6 separate regions of the Mus musculus genome follow, and regions 1, 2, 3, 4 and 5 are each linked to region 6. The links are chromatin contacts, called in public HiChIP or PLAC-seq, Micro-C and promoter capture Hi-C maps. All regions are on one chromosome and are shown on one strand. The core of a region is the stretch at or near the end of the contact, and the rest is flanking DNA. Distances in the headings are between cores, read along the strand shown. Region 1 has its middle 85 kb from the start of Gm22741. Region 2 has its middle 68 kb from the start of Gm6551. Region 3 holds the start of 2510009E07Rik (RIKEN cDNA 2510009E07 gene). Region 4 holds the start of Chrd (chordin). Region 5 overlaps Vps8 (VPS8 CORVET complex subunit). Region 6 holds the start of Ephb3 (Eph receptor B3).

Region 1 (2,700 bases), core at 74-2,573, 370 kb before region 6:
GTTGTTCCACCTATAGGGTTGCAGTTCCCTTTAGTTCCTTGGGTGCTTTCTCTAGTTCCTCCATTGGGGGCCCTGTGGTCCATTCAATAGCTGACTGTGAGCATCCACTTCTGTGTTTGCTAGGCCCCGGCATAGTCTCACAAGAGGAGAACTTTCAAACTTAGATTTGCATTCAGCTTGGTCTCTGGTGGTCCAGCAACTTCCTTATTATGAACCAACTCGGTGTGAGGACGAAACCATAAACACACCTGCAAGTATGTAAGTACGTTAAAATGTGTGTGTCTGTGTGTTCCTTCTTCCTTGAGGAAGGGCTCAAACTATATCCTGGCTTCACAGATGTAGCTCCTACCAGAAGTGGGGCAACTGGGGTGACTGAGGGGGAGATTTGGCAGATGAGTACTGTTATCCTGCTTGCTTTATTTTGTTGTTTTGAGGTGGGGTGTCACTCTGTAACTCTGTAGCTGGGCACTCTGTTACTTGGAGGCTCTGGAGTGACTGAGAGAGGTCAGCCCATGGTGTAGCATTACTTCCTCAATTGTCTGGGGGATGGAATGTGACTACAACTCCCTTTGTATCGGAAGGGTGTGGGAAGGCCAACAGATCCCCTGTGAGGGATGTGGAAAAGATGGGGGTGACTGTAACCTGATTGTTTGTCAGAGGAGGGGTGCATCCAGCCTGTACCTTTGCCTTTCAGGCCTGGCTTAGAAAAGGACTCTGTCAAGCAAGAACACTTTGATTACAAAGAAAGAATCCTGTGTGTGGAGCCTTTACTTAGTAATGTATGGTAAATATCTTTTCTTTCCTCATTAGGCATTCCACACCGAGGTGTTTGTGAGCACTCTGCAGGGCTAGGCTTATTAACCAACCTATGTTGGGAATGCTTGGCACGCCCAGCTCCTTTGCAGCTGGCAAGTGCTAGGTTCCTTCTTGTACGGACCAACTTCATGAATGAACTCCCCCATCCTTATGTGGTCTATGCCATACTGCTTGACACAGTGTAAGTCACTTTCAAGCTTACAGACGTGACAAAGAAACACACCAGGAAGCAGTAGCGCAAAGATGAAGCCAAGGCAGGGCTGGAATGCTCCCCACCCCCTCTTTCCTTGCAGCTGTGGGCTTGACTGGGCTGAGCACTGTCCTTAGAGTATTTGGCTTGGATGTCAGAGAGGGTGTGTCAGCTAACCAGGCAGCTCCAAGTCACATCCTGCCAAGGTGTTACCAGATGCTAAAACTTCCTGTCTCTCCCCCAACACAAGCTCTCAGTCCTCTAGACCCTGATAAGTGGCTGGGGCAGAGATGGAAAGTACCCTACAGTGATCTGGGTTTCCTCGTCATCATTGAGTGTGCCCTCCCCTCCCCTTGTCTCCCTCCCCCATGTCTGGGGCCAGAGGTGCCAGACAGACTCAACTATTTGGGCAACACTTGCCTTACCTCTTTGAGATCTTAGAAATTAAATTTTCTTCTCCTTAAGATGGAAAATATTACACGTATATATGAGAAAGGAAAAGTGCCAACGTGTTTAAGCATGACACAGCCTTACTACACATTTCCTACCAAGTACCAATATGGGTTATAAATGGGAAAATCTAAATTGGGAAGCCAACTTGTCCTGTGATTTTCTTTAAAATGAGAACAACAATAGCAGCCAAAATATCTGTCTTAAGAATGTTGTGGTATGGGTGTGATGGCTCAGTGCATAAAGGCCTTGGCCTCAAAGCCTCATGACGTAGCTCAGTGGGAGAAAAGAACCAACAGATTGGTTCTCTGACCTTCCTGACCATGCACCATGGTGCACAGCACCTTTATTCCATAAACATAAAATAAATAAATAAATAAAAAGATCCCCCCAGGGCACTCTGAGGCTATGAATAAGTATGCAGAAAAAAGATGGAAATGTTTTGTGAGGAAGATGCCCCTGAAGAAAGCTGTGCTGGAAATCTCATCTTGGACTGCTGGACTCTTTGCTCCCGAAACTGAAGGAAGGTAGCCTGCTGGATCAACTGCTGTGGTTGTGTGGGAAGTGGGACAGTGGGAGGAAGCTGCCCAGGTGGGGCTGCTGTCACCTTGTTGTGGCCAGCCTTATGTGCTTCCAGAGAATTTTCAAGGTCTGCAAAGCATGAACAATTCTGGACAGATGTGGGACCTGCAATTAAAGAGAACTAGCAGGGGTTCCCCCCCCCCCTTTTCCCTGTGTATGTAGGATTACTGGACCCCCTTTTTTTCTGTGTATATGCAGGCATGGTGGGACCCCTCTTCTTTCTTTGTGTATGTAGGCATGGCAGGACACTGTGTGTACTCAGGCATATTGGGACCCCTTTCTCTGTGTGTATGCAGGCATGGTGGGGCCCCCTTTCTCTCTCTGTGCATGCAGGCATGGTGGATCTCCCCTCTTCTCTCTGTATGGAAGCATGGCACACACATGGATGCCAGCAGACCGATGTGAATGTCAGAGGGCAACTTTAAATCCCTTCTCTCTTTCCACTTCAGGTCAGGGAATGAGTTCATGCCTCAGACTTGTATGGTAAGCACTTCACCGATGAGCCTCTTCACCCACCCCTCCCTTTCTCTTATCAAAAACACTGCTGCTAGGACGGGTGGGATGGCGCAGCAGGCAAAAGCACTTGCCACCAAGCCTGATGACCTGAGTTTCATCCCTGTAGTCACATGGTGAACGTCTGAGAAATGTTGTTTTCTATTAGA
Region 2 (2,700 bases), core at 35-2,534, 340 kb before region 6:
AGGATGGCGAGGAACCACTGCAGAATTAATGCTCCTGAGGTTTTGAACCAGGCGATAGGTACCATTAGGTTTTTTAACTGTTAGTATAGGGGTGTTAAAGGGGAAAGAGGTAGGGCAAAGGAGTTTTTTTTCCTCAAGAGATCAGAAATGACAGGCTTAAGTCCCCTGAGGCTCTGGAGGGAGAGAGAGTATTGAGCTTGGGTTATGTACCTGGTAGAGTCTAGTAATTGGATGACAACAGGAGAATAGTGTTTAGTAACAGAGGGATTCTGGATGTCCCAGACTCGGGGATCTACCTGAGAAGATGGTAGGGGGAAATAACATGGTAGTGTTAGAAGGTTGGCTGGCTAGAAGAAGGAGCAGAGGAACTTCTGGAGAGCTTAAGTTTAGGCGAATGAGGGGAGCAAAGGAAGTAGATGCTCCCAGCCTGGCTAGAAGATCCCTTTCCAATAAGGGGACAGGACACGTTGGCACTACCAAAAAGGAATGGGTGAGAAGTACACCCCTGCACTGGCTAGTTGTGTGTCAACTTGACACAGCTGGAGTTATCACAGAAAAAGGAGCTTCAGTTGAGGAAATGCCTCCATGAGATCCAACTGTAAGGCATTTTCTCAATTAGTGATCAAGGGGAAAAGGCCCCTTGTGGGTGGGACCATCTCTGGGCTGGTAATCTTGGTTCTATAAGAGAGCAAGCTGAGCAAGCCAGGGGAAGCAAGCCAGTAAAGAACATCCCTCCATGGCCTCTGCATCAGTTCCTGCTTCCTGACCTGTTTGAGTTCCAGATAAACAGCAGTATGGAATTGTAAGCTGAATAAACCCTTTCCTCCCCAACTTGCTTCTTGGTCATGATGTTTGTGCAGGAATAGAAACCCTGACTAAGACAACCCCTAAAAATGCAACTAAGTGGTGGGATCTGGTGAGGGAAGTAAGGCTGTCCTGCTACCCCAACAATAGGAAAACCAGAAGTGTGCCGCAGACCCTTTTTGGTCCCTGTTTGCGTAGAACGGGTCTCTAGTTGCCGGTGGGCAAGGAGTCAGCGAATGAATGACAAATAGATGCAACACTATAGATTGTGTAGAATCTGAGTGTAATTTTTCAAGTCAAGCATCAAACTTTTTATACAGAAGAGCGACAAGAAACCAGGCGGAGATACATCTGCTGAGTAACAGTGACACAATACAAAAGGAATGTATACATCAAAAGAAGGTGGGGACCAGCCTGCTGCCACTAAGAAGGGAGCCAGGTGTAATGCCAGTCTATTGTTAAGCCCACCACCAGGGGTTATTAGTAAATGCCTGATTATGGTGTTTCTTTGGGCCTAGTGAAGAAACCTGTCTCAGGGGGATTCCCTAACTCTTTTATGGTAAACCCACCTATTCGAAAGGCCATTGTGAATTCTCTTGTCTGGGTAAGACTGGCTATTGTCCCAAGTAAACACTCTGCAGACCAGCCCTGAGCTATTCTGGCTCCGTTCTTTGTAATGCCTAATTAGTTTCACCATCTCTACAAGAAGTAAATTTGAATGTTACTGAATAGATAACCTTCTTACTTAATTCTTACTGAATTCCTACTGAATTCCAAGTTTGTCGGCTTCAAGGATTTTCTAGGATATTGGAACACTGGCGAAGGCTTAGCTATGTCAGAATTCAATCTTTAAAGTCACTTATAATAAAATAATACTAAAAGAGAGCACGTGGATCCATACACCAGACTAAGGTGGGGATAGGGTATGAGTATACAGGTTATGAGAATGCCTGGTTCCAGAAGGTTGAGTTTCCTTGAAACTCCCTGCCTCGTGAGTGCTTCCAGGCCTCTCGGCCTGCCAAGCAGAGTTCACTGGAGTGTGTGTAGCAGAAGTGGGTCCCCAAAACTCTGTCAGGACTGAGTAAATGACCCCAGTGTCTAAGCAGAAGGAGATGGGCTGCCCACATACCACAATATTTACCTGGGGCTCCCTGCTAGTGATGGTAGTGGTCAGGGTCAGGGGAGCTCCGGCCTCCTCAGTCGGCCATAGCCAAACCTAGGAGATCAATTGGAGGGTTATCTGGAGGTGATGTTTCTCTGTTCTGTGTCACATGAGGGCAATTGACAGCCCAATGTCCCTCTTGATGGCAGCTAGGGCATGGCCGTGTTGGCTTACAGAAGTTAGGGCAGGCTAGTTGTTAGTCCTAAAGATAGAAGGAGAAAGACCAGTGATCCAAATCATCATGGCCAAATTAATTAATGAATCCCAATAATTAATTAAAGTAAGCTTTATTTTACTAATGTGTATGGCTGCCTCCATCTAAGGTGGATTTCAAGAGATCAGCATTGGATGTGAGGAAGTCCAGGCTTTTATAGCTCTAGGGTAGGTGAAAAAGTAAAACGTAAAAACAAAATTCTAGGCCTTTAGGCCCAGGCTTGGGAATGTGACCTTTGTGACTCAATGTTCCAAGGTATGCTAATCATAAAACAGATAGCGACATTCCTCCACCTACCCGCTTCCTGGGTTCAAAGAGTGTTCATTCAAAGAATGTGCTATTGTTAGGGGCTCTTAGAAACTGTCTTGAGAGATAACCTGAACAATTACCAGGTATTCCTTGTGACACTTGTGACTTTGCACTTCCTTGTGACTCTTAACTGGTATCTTTGGTATTTTCCAACAATGCCCTCCCCATTTCCTTGAGTTGTGGTTTCTTCCTTTAAATACCCCCTTACCCA
Region 3 (2,700 bases), core at 70-2,569, 490 kb after region 6:
CTGTTTGTCCTCATCAGCAGAGGAACAACAAAATCAATATTCGCTCTCCAGGTACCTTGAATTTATAAGGAAAAGCAAGGATTTTCTATCCTTTAATTTATAAACTCAACTAAGACATTCAAATATTCTCAATTAAAAGCAAATAAAGATTTGTTACATATTGTAGCTCTCCTTGTAAACCATATCCTCCTAAATAACAGGGGGGAAAAGTTTGATTGAAGATCACTTGGAAAATGTGTCTTAAGCACGGCAAAGCCCTCCAAATCTAAGATTATATGGAAACCGACTTCAGAATGTTTCTAAAAAGAAATGATTCAGCAGTCGGATTAAGCTAAATGCCATGAAGTAATCAAATTGTGGAATGCTGATTAAATGGCTACTTAAGTTTAATCTATTTAAAACTCTCAGGATAAATACAACTGGCCTAGGACTAGACTAGTCCTGGCTTGGCTCAAACGCTGTAACTGGGTGTCGAAGGAGTTTGCTCTTCAAACTGTTCCTTTTAACTTCTTAGAAGCCATTCTTCATACTTTGGTTCTTTCTCGATCTGGATACATTAAATAAATGGGAATCGCTAGGACCTAGGGTTCTTTCTGTTCAACAGCAGCCAGAAAGAACAGGCAAGAAAGTGAAAGGGGTATGTCCGTGCCCACCCCCCACCGCTGAAAGGGCTACCCTGCTGGCGCGCGTCCGCTCTGGCGGCTCTGAGCAAGTATCTAAAAGAACGGCAAAGAAAGCCAGCCCCAGGCTCCTGTGGGTAGGAAGGTTCCCTTTTGTGACTACAGCTAGGTTCCCCCGGGATTTCCTCCCGTCGTCCGGGTAGCACCCGGCCGCAGGCGGGCGACAGCAGGCCGACGCGGCTCCACTTACAGTGACACCATCCCAGGTGACAGCACCAGTGCAGCTTGAAGCACTTGCCGTGGCTGTGCGTGGCACAGATGGACAGCCCGTCGCACGGCTGGAAGTCGGGTCTGCGGGCGGCGCAGCTCCGCGCCAGGGCCTGCGCCTCGTCCACTTTCTCGCTCTTCCAGCCGCGCTCGGGCGCCGTGGCCGCACTCATCTCTCCGGTTGAAGAGCCGGGCCGGGAGCCTAGGACAGGGCAGAGGCGCGGGCCGGGCAGGGCGAGGGTGGGTTGCGGGCTGGAGGCGCGGCGAACACCCGCTGCCGAGGAGCCGCCCGGGGAGGGAGCAGCGACCCGGCCAGGCCTGCTGCCTCCCCGCGCCCTGCTCCCTTCTGCGCCCTGCTCCCTCCTCCCTTCTTTCTCCTCTCCTCTCCTCCCTCCTCTTTGCTCCCTCCTCCCGTCTCTCTCTGTCGTCCTCCCTGCTCCCTCCTCCCCACTCGGGCCGCCACGCCTGCACGCGCACGCGCACACTTAGACCGCCGCGCCCCTCTGCGAGCCCATCCCCTCGCGGTGGCGTTGCGCGCGTCGCCTCTGCCCCCGGCCAGCGGGTCCCACATGCCCATAGGACAGTCAGCACACATCCCCTACGCCCTCGGGTTGGGAGGGCGTACCTCCGGCTACAGTCCGGCCTTCTCCCGCAGCCTTTAGGCACAGGGTCTAGCCTGGTCCTTAGCACTCCCTCCCCGTCGCGCCGTGGCGTCCTGCTGGGCACACACTCGCCCGGGCTGTCCTGGAGCCGCCGGATGGCAGCGGGCGATGACCTCGCGGGTTCTTCCCTGTGCCAGCCTCCCGGAACTAGTCCTGGGTGCGGGGCTTTGGGCAGTCAGGGTGGGAGAATCTGTTAGGTTTCTGTCTTGATACGTGTAGGGTGTGGGGATGCACTGAGTGGCTTGCAGTGTCTGTGTGGCCATAGACATTACACGCCAGTCGTATAGTCGTGTGTGAGTGTGTGTGTGTGTGTGTGTGTGTGTGTGTGTGTGTGTGTGTGTGTTGTGAGTGTGGACGCCCTAGCGTGATTAACTGCATCAGTTGAACTGCGTGTGTGGCGGTATGGTGGGCTGGAATGGCGTAGTAAATTTATGCATGGATTACATGTGTGGAGTTGACACGGTCGGACATGGGTACACAGACTGACATGTGGCCCAGCCTAGCCAATGGGTGTGGCTGCCTAGGCTGCAGGTCCCTCTCCCACCTCCCCCAGTCTGCTTGTTAGACCGCCCTGCTGGCCACAACTTGTTTCAAATGGGTCTTCCATCCCAGACTGAACCAGAGAAGAGAAAAATGAATCTTTCGTTTACGGGAGCAGTGCTTCCCCTACCACGCGGGCCAGTGCCCAGTCTAAAACACCGAAAGGAGGAACGCCTTCCCTCTGCTTCCTTGCCAAATGCTACACCGGGCCCAGGAAAATGCCTGTAATCGCAGAGGGTCCGCAACAGAGCCTCTCAGCACAAATGCTGGGCTGGACCGTGCTTTCCCCAGATCTCCTTTCCCTTCCCTTTATCCCCTTCCTGTTTGGCAATGAGCTCTATCCTGGTTTTAAACGAAATTCATCCTCAAGTCCTCAAAACTCTTTGCTGCCATAAGCACCCTTTCATAATTTTCCCTTTTATTTAACCTTGGCTTAGGAAGGGAAATCTAATTTGCATATGTCTGACTCTGTGAAATCTTCATGTGTCAGGGATTGAGGTAAACTCAGATGGCAACGGCTGATTTCAACAACTGTCCCATCTAAGTGACAAATTCTGGCTCCCCGTTAACCTAACATTGAACTGAGGTAAACACAAGGTGCCATGCTTCAC
Region 4 (2,700 bases), core at 194-2,693, 470 kb before region 6:
TACAGGGACCTGGAGCGCTAAACCCCCTCAGCTCTGTGGGCAAGCCTGCCCTTGATTGCTCAATGATCCTCTTCTAGTCCTACCACTATACATGTGACAAGAGAAATAACCAGGCCCATCTGTCCCTGTCTTAGGAAGGACAGCTGCCGAGCCTCCCCCACAAATACCTCTTTGCTGGCTCCTCTCTTCCTTTGGCCCTGGCTCTAGCTCCTGTGCTTTCTCCCCAGTCCCTGTCTCCCCACAGTCTCTGTCCTCAGGGACCTTGTGGCCTGACCCTGTCCTCTCTCCCTTGTCTTCCTCAGGCTTTCTCTGCGCCTCAGAGAGGATGGGCTATCTACTGAGGCGTATGGCCTGGATCCCGGAATTCTCCAGTTGAATAAGAGATGCCTTCTAAGATTAGGAAGCCTAGTGCTGGGATAGTGGGAAGAACGGTGCGCGCGCGCGCGCGCGCGCGCGCGCGTGTGTGTGTGTGTGTGTGTGTGTGTGTGTGTGTGTGTGTGTGTGTAGGATGGGGAGGCTTGTCTAGAAAAGCAGGACAAAGGAGGTGGGGACTGAGCTGGAGAGGAAGAGGGTCATCTCTTGGATGAAGGAAAAGCATGAGAGAGCCAGAGGTGGTAGTTGGATGGACTTGAGAGCAGGTTGGGGTGCTGGTGAATTATGACTCCACTCAGGGAAGCACTGCTTGATTCTGGGAAGCACAGGCTAGGTTCCTGTCCCTGGGAAGTGAAGAAAGAGGAGAGACCTTAGAAGGGAAATAGGAATACAGCCAGAGTGAAAGGAAGGGGGTGCTGTGGGTCCTAGGTAGGGGTGGATCGGTGTCATTTTCAAAGACAAGTCCTCATCCTCCAGCGGCCCATCTCGTTCAAGAGTGCCACAGGCCCGAGGCTCAGCCTCTGCCCTTCACTAGCCTGAGCCTCTGGTCTTGGGGTGGACACCACCTCCAGGGGTGGTCGCAAGGAGCGTGTGTGGGGGTGTCGAGGCCCGCCTCTCCTCTCCCTCTTTGCGCCCCCTAGTTCCTCCCTTCCCCCTACCCACTCCGCTCCCCCCTCCTCCAGTCCCTCCCTCCTCCCCTGCCGGGTCCCAGCCTGTCCCCCTCCCCCACTCGCGATCCGGCCGCTGCTGCTGGGCCGGACCCCCCGGGCTCAGCCGGGCTCCTTGTGGAGCCGCCGCCGCGCCCCGTTTGCTGAAGAGGAGGCCCCGGGCCCGGACGCCTGGCGCGGGCATAAAACGGGCCAGAGCCGGCGCCTAGGGCACTAAAGTGGAGTACGGCCCGGGTCAGCGCCCCTCCGCCCGCTCTCTCCCGCCCCGCCCGGCCGGGAGCCGACCAGGCGACTGTGAGACGAGCCCCTCGCCACTGCCCCCCTCCTGGCCCCGGCCCCCTCCTGCCGGCCCGCCTCCGGTCCGGCCCTACTCCCTCTCCTGCTCCCTCCTCCCGCCCGCCTCCCCAGCTGTCTGCTCCGCGTCATGCCGAGCCTCCCGGCCCCGCCGGCCCCGCGGCTGCTCCTCGGGCTGCTGCTGCTCGGCTCGCGGCCGGCCAGTGGCACTGGCCCTGAGCCCCCAGCACTGCCCATCCGTTCCGAGAAGGAGCCGCTGCCTGTCCGGGGAGCGGCAGGTAGGTGGGCTCCAGGGGGAGGTGCGGGAGGGGAGTCTGACTCCTGGCAAGTCTACATCCACAGGGAGAGGGCCCCGGGCGCAGGTGGCTTCGCGCAGCGGGAGGGTGGGAGGGGAAAGCAGAGGCGGCGAGGTGCACGGTGCCAAGGGACCATGGGCCTGGCGGGCAGAGCCCGGAGCAGGCATTACGGCACGAGCAACCGGACAGCGGCCGCCAGCCAAGCCCGTCCCCGCAGGCTGCTCCTTCGGCGGGAAGGTCTATGCCTTGGACGAGACGTGGCACCCGGACCTGGGGGAGCCTTTTGGGGTGATGCGCTGCGTGCTGTGCGCCTGTGAAGCGGTGAGTGGATAACGCAGCTGCCTGCCCTACTCTAGAGGGTAGCGGAACGCTGGTGTCCTAAGTAGTAGACTCGGAGATGCTCAGGGGAAGGCTGGTCCGCAAATCGGAGGAAACCGCTTTCAAGTCTGCGGTGTTGACAGTTATTGATCGCCCACAATGTGACTGGCTTTTAGCCAACTTCCCCCCTCCCGTTACAGTATTGCTAGATAAATGACATTATTAGTTCTACTTTGCAGACAGGGACGCCGAGGCTCAGAGAAGTTAAGAAACTTTGGACGGGCCATGTAACTTGTAAATAGCAGAATTGACTGTCTGCAGCCCTGGGGTCTGATGGTTTCATTCCCTTAATTTTCCTATGTTCTCTGCCATCAGCCTCAGTGGGCTCGCCGTGGGAGGGGTCCTGGCAGGGTCAGCTGCAAGAACATCAAACCTCAGTGCCCCACCCTGGCCTGCAGGCAGCCGCGCCAGCTGCCAGGACACTGCTGCCAGACCTGCCCGCAGGGTGAGGCCCGCTGTGCCCGGAGTTAGGAGGGTGGAAGGCTCTACACTAGGTCCTGTACGACTTGCATCGCGGAGGAGGACTGGTCCTCCTGGTACCTTTCTGAAGCCAGCCGTCTTATTCCTTACCCCGGATGCAGAGCGCAGCAATCTAGATCCACAGCCCGCTGGCCTGGTCTTCGAGTATCCAAGGGATCCAGAGCATCGCAGTTACAGTGATCGAGGGGAACCCGGCGTTGGGGAGCGGACCC
Region 5 (2,700 bases), core at 150-2,649, 280 kb after region 6:
GGTTCTGGGCTCATTTTAGCAGTTTGCTCTCATGGACTCCTATGAGGAAAACATTTTCTTTTCTTAGAGACATAATTAACTTTCCACCAGACTACAGCTCCTGAAAGTTCAACCATCATTAAGCATCCCCACCCCAGGGACCAGGCTTTGAGCGGGCAGAGTCGTGTTTAGGCAGTGCATGGTTGCTGCATATCACCCATGTAATTCTTAGCAGAACTCTCTAAGGCAGGCGCTGTTACTGCTCCCCGTTATACATGGCATGCAGGCACAGAGAGACGAGGTAAGTCGCTTAGGGCACATAACAAGGAAGTTAGTGACTGAATGTAAACATTTGGACTTCAGGGTTTCCATCTGCAGTTCTTCACTGTGTAGTTGAACAAGACTTCTTTTCGTGTGAACATAGTTCAAAAAGTCCAGATAAACGTTACGTGTTAGAGAAATTAACGCCAGAGCCCAGTGTGTGTGACGTGTGTAGCTACAATATAATTGTTCACATCTTGAAGACCCCAGGTGTTGTGGAACATCCCCAGTCACAGCATTTGCACACAAACATATTTTTGGTGGCTTGTTATTCATTCTCTCTTAATGTACTTTCATATTTTTAAGTTTTTTCTGTATGATCAGTTTATTACCAGGGCGGAGTAGGCACTTTTCAGTAAATGTTTTGCCGTAGTACTATTTATATATAGAAGCGGCACTGATACTCTTCTATCCACTGAAAGAGCACTCTAAAACCAGACACAGAAAGCCAGTTTTGTATAGGTTATATCCTCCTTTTCTACCAGTCTGTAATGTCAGGCTCCTGTGATTAATCTTTGCATATATGTATATGTGCATATAGTGTGTGTGTATGTGTGTGTCTGTGTGTGTGTGTGTGTGTGTGTGTGTGTGTGTGTGTGCGCGCATGCATACCTTCATACCCAAGTTTTGTTTTTTGTCTTTTTTTTTTTTTTTTTTTTTTTTTTTTCAAAACAGGGTTTCTCTGTGTAGTTCTGGCTGTCCTGGAACTCACTTTGTAGACCAGGCTGGCCTCGAACTCAGAAATCTGCCTGCCTCTGCCTCTGCTGCGTTTAAAGGCATGTGCCACCACCGCCGGCTCATACCCAAGTTTTTATCAGTGACATAAGTAAAGTTAGTTTATTGACAAGCCTGTCAGGGCTAGGTAGCAGCAAGAGTCAAAATTGAAAATGATCTTGATAAGAAAATCCCATTTAATTGTGTATAAACCTGACAAGATTAAACATTAGATTCAAATTTGTTTACTAGATTTGAAAGGTGTAGCTAGGTAGGAGTTAGAAATATCTTTAGTCCTAGTGTACTGACCCCCAGTACTCTCCTAACACCCTCCTGCGCCTGTCTTGTGAGCAGCTCTCCTCCCACTGTCATGTGACTTGCCAGCTTTAAGTGGGGCTGCGCCTGTGTGCATAGGTTGGGGCTGTTTACTGGAAGGAATGCCCCTCCCCTGCAACAGTAACAGCAGGGTGTCAGCCCTCATCCCCAAGGGCTCAGTCTGTTCAGGCCCACGAGCAGAGGCCCTGGTAGGGCCCATGACCTCTTGAGGCATGGGCTCTTGACCAGGATCACAGTACGAGAAATGAATTTCCTCCTCTGGAGCAGGCCTGAAATACGACCAGGAAGTGATTGGTTAACCCCTTACCAGTCCCACACTGTTGTACCAAGGGCACATCCTGAATAAGGCTAAAGTCCCCGCTGGCTCTCCTTGGAGCTGATGGCAGGTCCATTTAGAGCTGGGCACTCAGCATCACTCGCTCTCAGCACTTGGACCAGCTGTGAGTCTGCATTAACTCCCACCCACTGCAAAGAGAAGCCTGTCTGACCAAGGCTGAGATGCAAGCGGCACGTGAGGTGGACCGGCAGGAGAAGATGTTGGATTGTGATGAGACACTTTATATAACTCCAACTTGCAGGTGACTGAGACCCAAGGATATTCAGTTCAAGACTATCTCTTGCTGCACAGTGATTTTGAGTCCAGTCTGGCTTCCTAGCAGGGAGAAAGGGAAGAGAGGGAAGGAGAAGAGGGAGCAAGATGGTGCATTTCAGTTTGAAGTGAAGTGCTGTTGAGGAGATAGCTCTTGGATTTATGCCTTTCTTTTGTTTGTCCTACTCAAATGAAGGGAGGATGGCTTCTGAACAGGAGGGGCATTTCGTAAGTTTTTATTATTATATGTTAATTTTATTCTGCTATTTCCATACATGCATGTGTATGTAATGTTTTGATTATACCCCTGTTGCCCTCTCTTCTCTCCCTTTCCTTTCTTCTTCCCACCCCATCCACTTCTACGTGTGTGTCTAGTCTCCTGTCTTTTCTTTCTTGCAAATCCTTTCCCTCAGCAGTGAGTAAACTGCCTGTGCACCTGCAAGAAGTGGTGGGACCCTCTCTATGCCTCTCGATGGACCAAATCCAGCGTAGGTCCTATGAAGGCTCCATGACACTCTGACTCTTCCTCTGGCCCTCACATTCGTATGTTTCTTTTTTGCGATGTACCTTGGGGCAGGTGGTGTAGATACCCTCTTAGCTGGTATCTGAGTACTAAGGGTCACCTGTCTCGTTAACCACCGCCTAGTGTCAAAGCTTCTCTCACCAGGCCTAAGAGCAGCAGTGCTTTGGCATCAGCATGGATATGTAGAAGGCAAGTTGAGAGGCACATCATGCCCAGTTGGCAAAACAGTTGTAGCTTC
Region 6 (2,700 bases), core at 165-2,664:
TCCTGTAACTTGGGGCAAGCTGCCAAGCCTTTGTACACGCCAGTTTGTCTATGTATTTTCTTTTACTTTCTTTCTTCAGTTTTGTCTGTAAAATGAGGCTATAATAACACCTACCCTGAATAAGTGTGAGGTATTGTTTCAGGGTGTTTATTACACCTTGTAAATGTTCTAAAAGTGAACCGGCAGAAGTCCATCACAGTAACCTAGAGGCTCTCTTTGATGTTTCCGACCCCGGCACCTCTCTCATTCACCTAGGCACAAATACACTTCAAACTTAACTTGTTGGCTCTTCCTTCTAGTCATGGTCTAAGCCACCACCCTCCCTTCCACTACATGGCCCCTTCACTAGCCCCCAGGATTCCACCACTGTCTCTGCCTGTCATCCTCCCAGGACAGACATGCCAATCTGATAATGTAATGTCCCCCTGTTTCAAGAGAAAGGCTACATTGTGAGTCCAAAATCGTATCCTCCGGGCCCCTCCTCATCTACTTCTCCTCAGCCGGTTCACCCTCTCTCCGCTCTAACTCTGCACTCAAGCGATTCTGAACTTTATTCTGAACATTTTTTTTCTTCGATTCTAGGTCTTAACACAAAAGTGTATGTTCTCTGCCCGGAGCACTGCCTCCCATCCTCAATACACTATTACTCATCCATCTTGTATACTGTCACTTAGATCCCGTTTCCTTAGACCTAACATTGTGCTTCGAAAAGGTAGGTTCTTTCCCGGCAGGAATGCTTGTTAGCCCCGCTGTGAGTTTTAAACCCACCTCCACCAGTTAACACATGGCTCCGGGATAATAAACGCTTCTCTGCTCTAGCCACTTTGAAACATTGTGGGTGCCCAAAAAATATTTTCTAATAAATTATCACAATCGAATAGACGAATAAATAAACCCTTGAGCGTCCCTTGAAGCGGGCTCTGCCGGGGTGGGTAATTCCCACGCCCCACATTCCTTTCCCTACTCGCTAAGGCCTGTCCTGGGTCTGGATGTGCTTGGAAGAAAAAAAGCCTCTTGACAGAATCCCATGGGTCTGCTAACCACAGGGGGGCGCCCCCAGCTCGTTCTATCTGGTTATCACCGTCTAGGACTGGAGCTGGTTACTAATCGCCAATAGGAGAGAGGGGCGGGGTTACCCGATTGACTGACAGTGTGGCTCCGCCCAGTCTAATTCATCTTTTCAATGGCTCCTCCTGCTGCAAGCCCCAGGACGCCGAGGGTGGGCTCGGTGGAAGAGCGGCCAACTGAACTCCAGCAGAGTGCTCTCGCAGCAGAACCAGCTGGCTGGGCGGTCTGTGAGTGGGCGGCCGGCCTCTGGGGGCGTGGCCTGAGTGTTGACGGGCAGGCAGGTAGCCCTGCCCCTCTCGCCCAGAGCGGCCGCTCCACCGCGAGGACCAGCAGAAGTGAGTACGTGAGCGGCGCAGCCAGATACCGGCTCCTACCCCGGACGGCGAGCGCACAAGGATCCCGGGATCTGAGCTCGGCCTCAGTGGACTGTGCCCCGAGAACCTGCGACCACCTGCGCCCTCCGCTTCCCGAGTCATTGGGCATCAAGCCACCCAGCGCCCCGGATCCTCCTGGACCGGTCCGTCCAGATTCCCGCGGGAACGACCTGCCGGCATCTACCCGGAGTCCCGGGTTGGGCGACACCTCGGTTACAGAGCAGCCCGTCTGCTTTGCTCCCCCTCCCTGACGGGATCTCTTGGACTGTGCGCGAGCCTTCTTCCTCGGGCGTCCCCAGCCCCGCCGGCGCGGCCCGGCTCGGCCCCCCAACCGAGCGCCCCGGGCTATGGCCGGAGCCCGCCCGCCGCCGGGGCTTCTGCCGCTGCTCGCTCCGCTGCTGCTGCCGCTGCTGCTTCCCGCCGGCTGCTGGGCGCTGGAAGGTGAGCGGCGTCGGGGTCCCGCGCGCTACCGGGGAGCCCCGCAGTGTGGGGCCGTGGGCTGAGCACACGTCCAAGGAGACTCTAGGCTCGAGCCGGCTCCGCAGCCCTCTTTGGGGAAACTGCTAGCATCAGGACTCAGCACCGACTCCCGAAAGCAGCAGTTCGGCCGTGGGTTGTTTTTTGTTTTTCGGGTTTTTTTTTTTTTCTTCTTTCCATTTGGAAGGGATAGCCTACAGTCAAAGCAGAGGAACGAGACCCTCGGGGGTTCGCACCTCTGGAAGGCGAGGAAATGTGGGCGACTCAGCATCAAGGCGGGGGGGCTGCGGGACTGGGCGCTTGGGCGGGTGAAGCGAAGCTCCTCGGGTTGGGGGCTGCACTGGTTGGGAACCCGTTGTAGTTAACAGTAAGCGTGATTGTGTGCACCCCGCTTTGTCAGGGGATGGCTGCGGGGGTGGAGAGGCAGGGGGGCCTGTCATTGTTTATGGTTTTTCAAGTGCCAGCAACACAAGAGGTGTGTGTGTGTCTGTTGTAAACCTTCTCGGACCCACCCCACCCCCACCTCCAGCAGGACCTTTGGAGGGCTTAGGTTTCCATTGAACCCTCACCAACAGGGATTTACCCGGGGAGCACCTGAGCCGAGTGGCTACTAGTCATCAGCGGCGGGAAAAGGTCAGCCTTGTCTGTGGGCTCAGTGAAACCTACTAAGACTGCTACTGGGAAGAAATTGAACTTGGACAAACAAACAGCCCGAGTGTGGCTGGCCCAGACAAGAGAGCTCACACTTACGCCACTTGACATGAACCCACAGGGAACACCG

Evidence for each region. Promoter capture Hi-C pulls out the DNA fragments that hold promoters and counts their contacts. Hi-C and Micro-C count contacts between places; a contact is called where the count stands out from the background. HiChIP or PLAC-seq counts read pairs in DNA pulled down with a chosen protein or histone mark.
Region 1: a contact with region 6 is called in an H3K4me3 HiChIP or PLAC-seq map of embryonic stem cells, with 5 times the contacts expected there. The contact joins the enhancer-like site here to the promoter of Ephb3 in region 6. A contact is called at or near these places in 10 of 39 promoter capture datasets (cranial neural crest, embryonic stem cells, hippocampal neurons and 4 more), 1 of 15 datasets of contacts at CTCF or cohesin (embryonic stem cells), 2 of 484 Hi-C or Micro-C datasets (embryonic stem cells and nephron progenitors), 11 of 115 datasets of contacts at active chromatin or transcription factors (astrocytes, embryonic stem cells, pancreatic cancer cells and 1 more) and 2 of 9 other capture datasets (embryonic stem cells and liver).
Region 2: an H3K27ac HiChIP or PLAC-seq map of embryonic stem cells shows a contact between it and region 6, with 2.6 times the contacts expected there. The contact joins the enhancer-like site here to the promoter of Ephb3 in region 6. A contact is called at or near these places in 3 of 39 promoter capture datasets (cranial neural crest, liver and stem cell-derived epiblast-like cells) and 4 of 115 datasets of contacts at active chromatin or transcription factors (all in embryonic stem cells).
Region 3: a contact with region 6 is called in an H3K4me3 HiChIP or PLAC-seq map of forebrain, with 4 times the contacts expected there. The contact joins the promoter of 2510009E07Rik here to the promoter of Ephb3 in region 6. A contact is called at or near these places in 4 of 39 promoter capture datasets (cranial neural crest, embryonic stem cells and frontonasal cranial neural crest), 3 of 484 Hi-C or Micro-C datasets (all in embryonic stem cells), 3 of 115 datasets of contacts at active chromatin or transcription factors (embryonic stem cells and forebrain) and 1 of 9 other capture datasets (macrophages).
Region 4: a promoter capture Hi-C map of embryonic stem cells shows a contact between it and region 6, with 18 read pairs. The contact joins the promoter of Chrd here to the promoter of Ephb3 in region 6. A contact is called at or near these places in 17 of 39 promoter capture datasets (the 3T3-L1 cell line, 3T3-L1-derived adipocytes, the C10 cell line and 9 more), 2 of 15 datasets of contacts at CTCF or cohesin (the NIH/3T3 cell line and embryonic stem cells), 37 of 484 Hi-C or Micro-C datasets (the N1E-115 cell line, the P5424 cell line, Sertoli cells and 22 more), 22 of 115 datasets of contacts at active chromatin or transcription factors (SST interneurons, embryonic basal ganglia, embryonic fibroblasts and 14 more) and 3 of 9 other capture datasets (adipose tissue, macrophages and pancreatic islet).
Region 5: a Micro-C map of embryonic stem cells shows a contact between it and region 6, with 2.6 times the contacts expected there. The contact joins the enhancer-like site here to the promoter of Ephb3 in region 6. A contact is called at or near these places in 4 of 39 promoter capture datasets (the 3T3-L1 cell line, embryonic stem cells, hippocampal neurons and 1 more), 1 of 15 datasets of contacts at CTCF or cohesin (embryonic stem cells), 7 of 484 Hi-C or Micro-C datasets (the C3H10T1/2 cell line, cerebral cortex, cortical neurons and 3 more), 9 of 115 datasets of contacts at active chromatin or transcription factors (the NIH/3T3 cell line, astrocytes, embryonic stem cells and 2 more) and 2 of 9 other capture datasets (adipose tissue and embryonic stem cells).

What each region holds. Positions count from the first base shown.
Region 1 is chr16:20,828,973-20,831,672 of GRCm38.p6, forward strand. No RefSeq gene overlaps it. Among named protein-coding and RNA genes, the nearest start is that of Gm22741, 85 kb to the left of the region's middle. Within about 2 kb of position 1,324, at least 49 of the 459 cell types and tissues checked have an H3K27ac peak or open chromatin away from gene starts, as enhancers often do. A contact at or near this core is called in embryonic stem cells and pancreatic cancer cells, where this site is marked.
Region 2 is chr16:20,859,542-20,862,241 of GRCm38.p6, forward strand. No RefSeq gene overlaps it. Among named protein-coding and RNA genes, the nearest start is that of Gm6551, 68 kb to the right of the region's middle. Within about 2 kb of position 1,285, at least 6 of the 459 cell types and tissues checked have an H3K27ac peak or open chromatin away from gene starts, as enhancers often do. A contact at or near this core is called in embryonic stem cells, where this site is marked.
Region 3 is chr16:21,693,346-21,696,045 of GRCm38.p6, forward strand. 2510009E07Rik (RIKEN cDNA 2510009E07 gene) reads right to left here and starts at 1,320. Exons shown (of 2, transcript NM_001001881.2): 1 at 871-1,320. The coding sequence starts at 1,060.
Region 4 is chr16:20,731,684-20,734,383 of GRCm38.p6, forward strand. It overlaps Chrd (chordin), which reads left to right and starts at 1,444. Exons shown (of 23, transcript NM_009893.2): 1 at 1,444-1,612; 2 at 1,848-1,951; 3 at 2,324-2,453; 4 at 2,590-2,700. The coding sequence starts at 1,465. It also overlaps a transcript of Thpo not described here.
Region 5 is chr16:21,484,487-21,487,186 of GRCm38.p6, forward strand. All of the region lies in intron 20 of Vps8 (VPS8 CORVET complex subunit), which reads left to right. Among named protein-coding and RNA genes, the nearest start is that of Vps8, 63 kb to the left of the region's middle. Within about 2 kb of position 1,400, at least 9 of the 459 cell types and tissues checked have an H3K27ac peak or open chromatin away from gene starts, as enhancers often do. A contact at or near this core is called in embryonic stem cells, where this site is marked.
Region 6 is chr16:21,203,381-21,206,080 of GRCm38.p6, forward strand. It overlaps Ephb3 (Eph receptor B3), which reads left to right and starts at 1,415. Exons shown (of 16, transcript NM_010143.1): 1 at 1,415-1,883. The coding sequence starts at 1,790.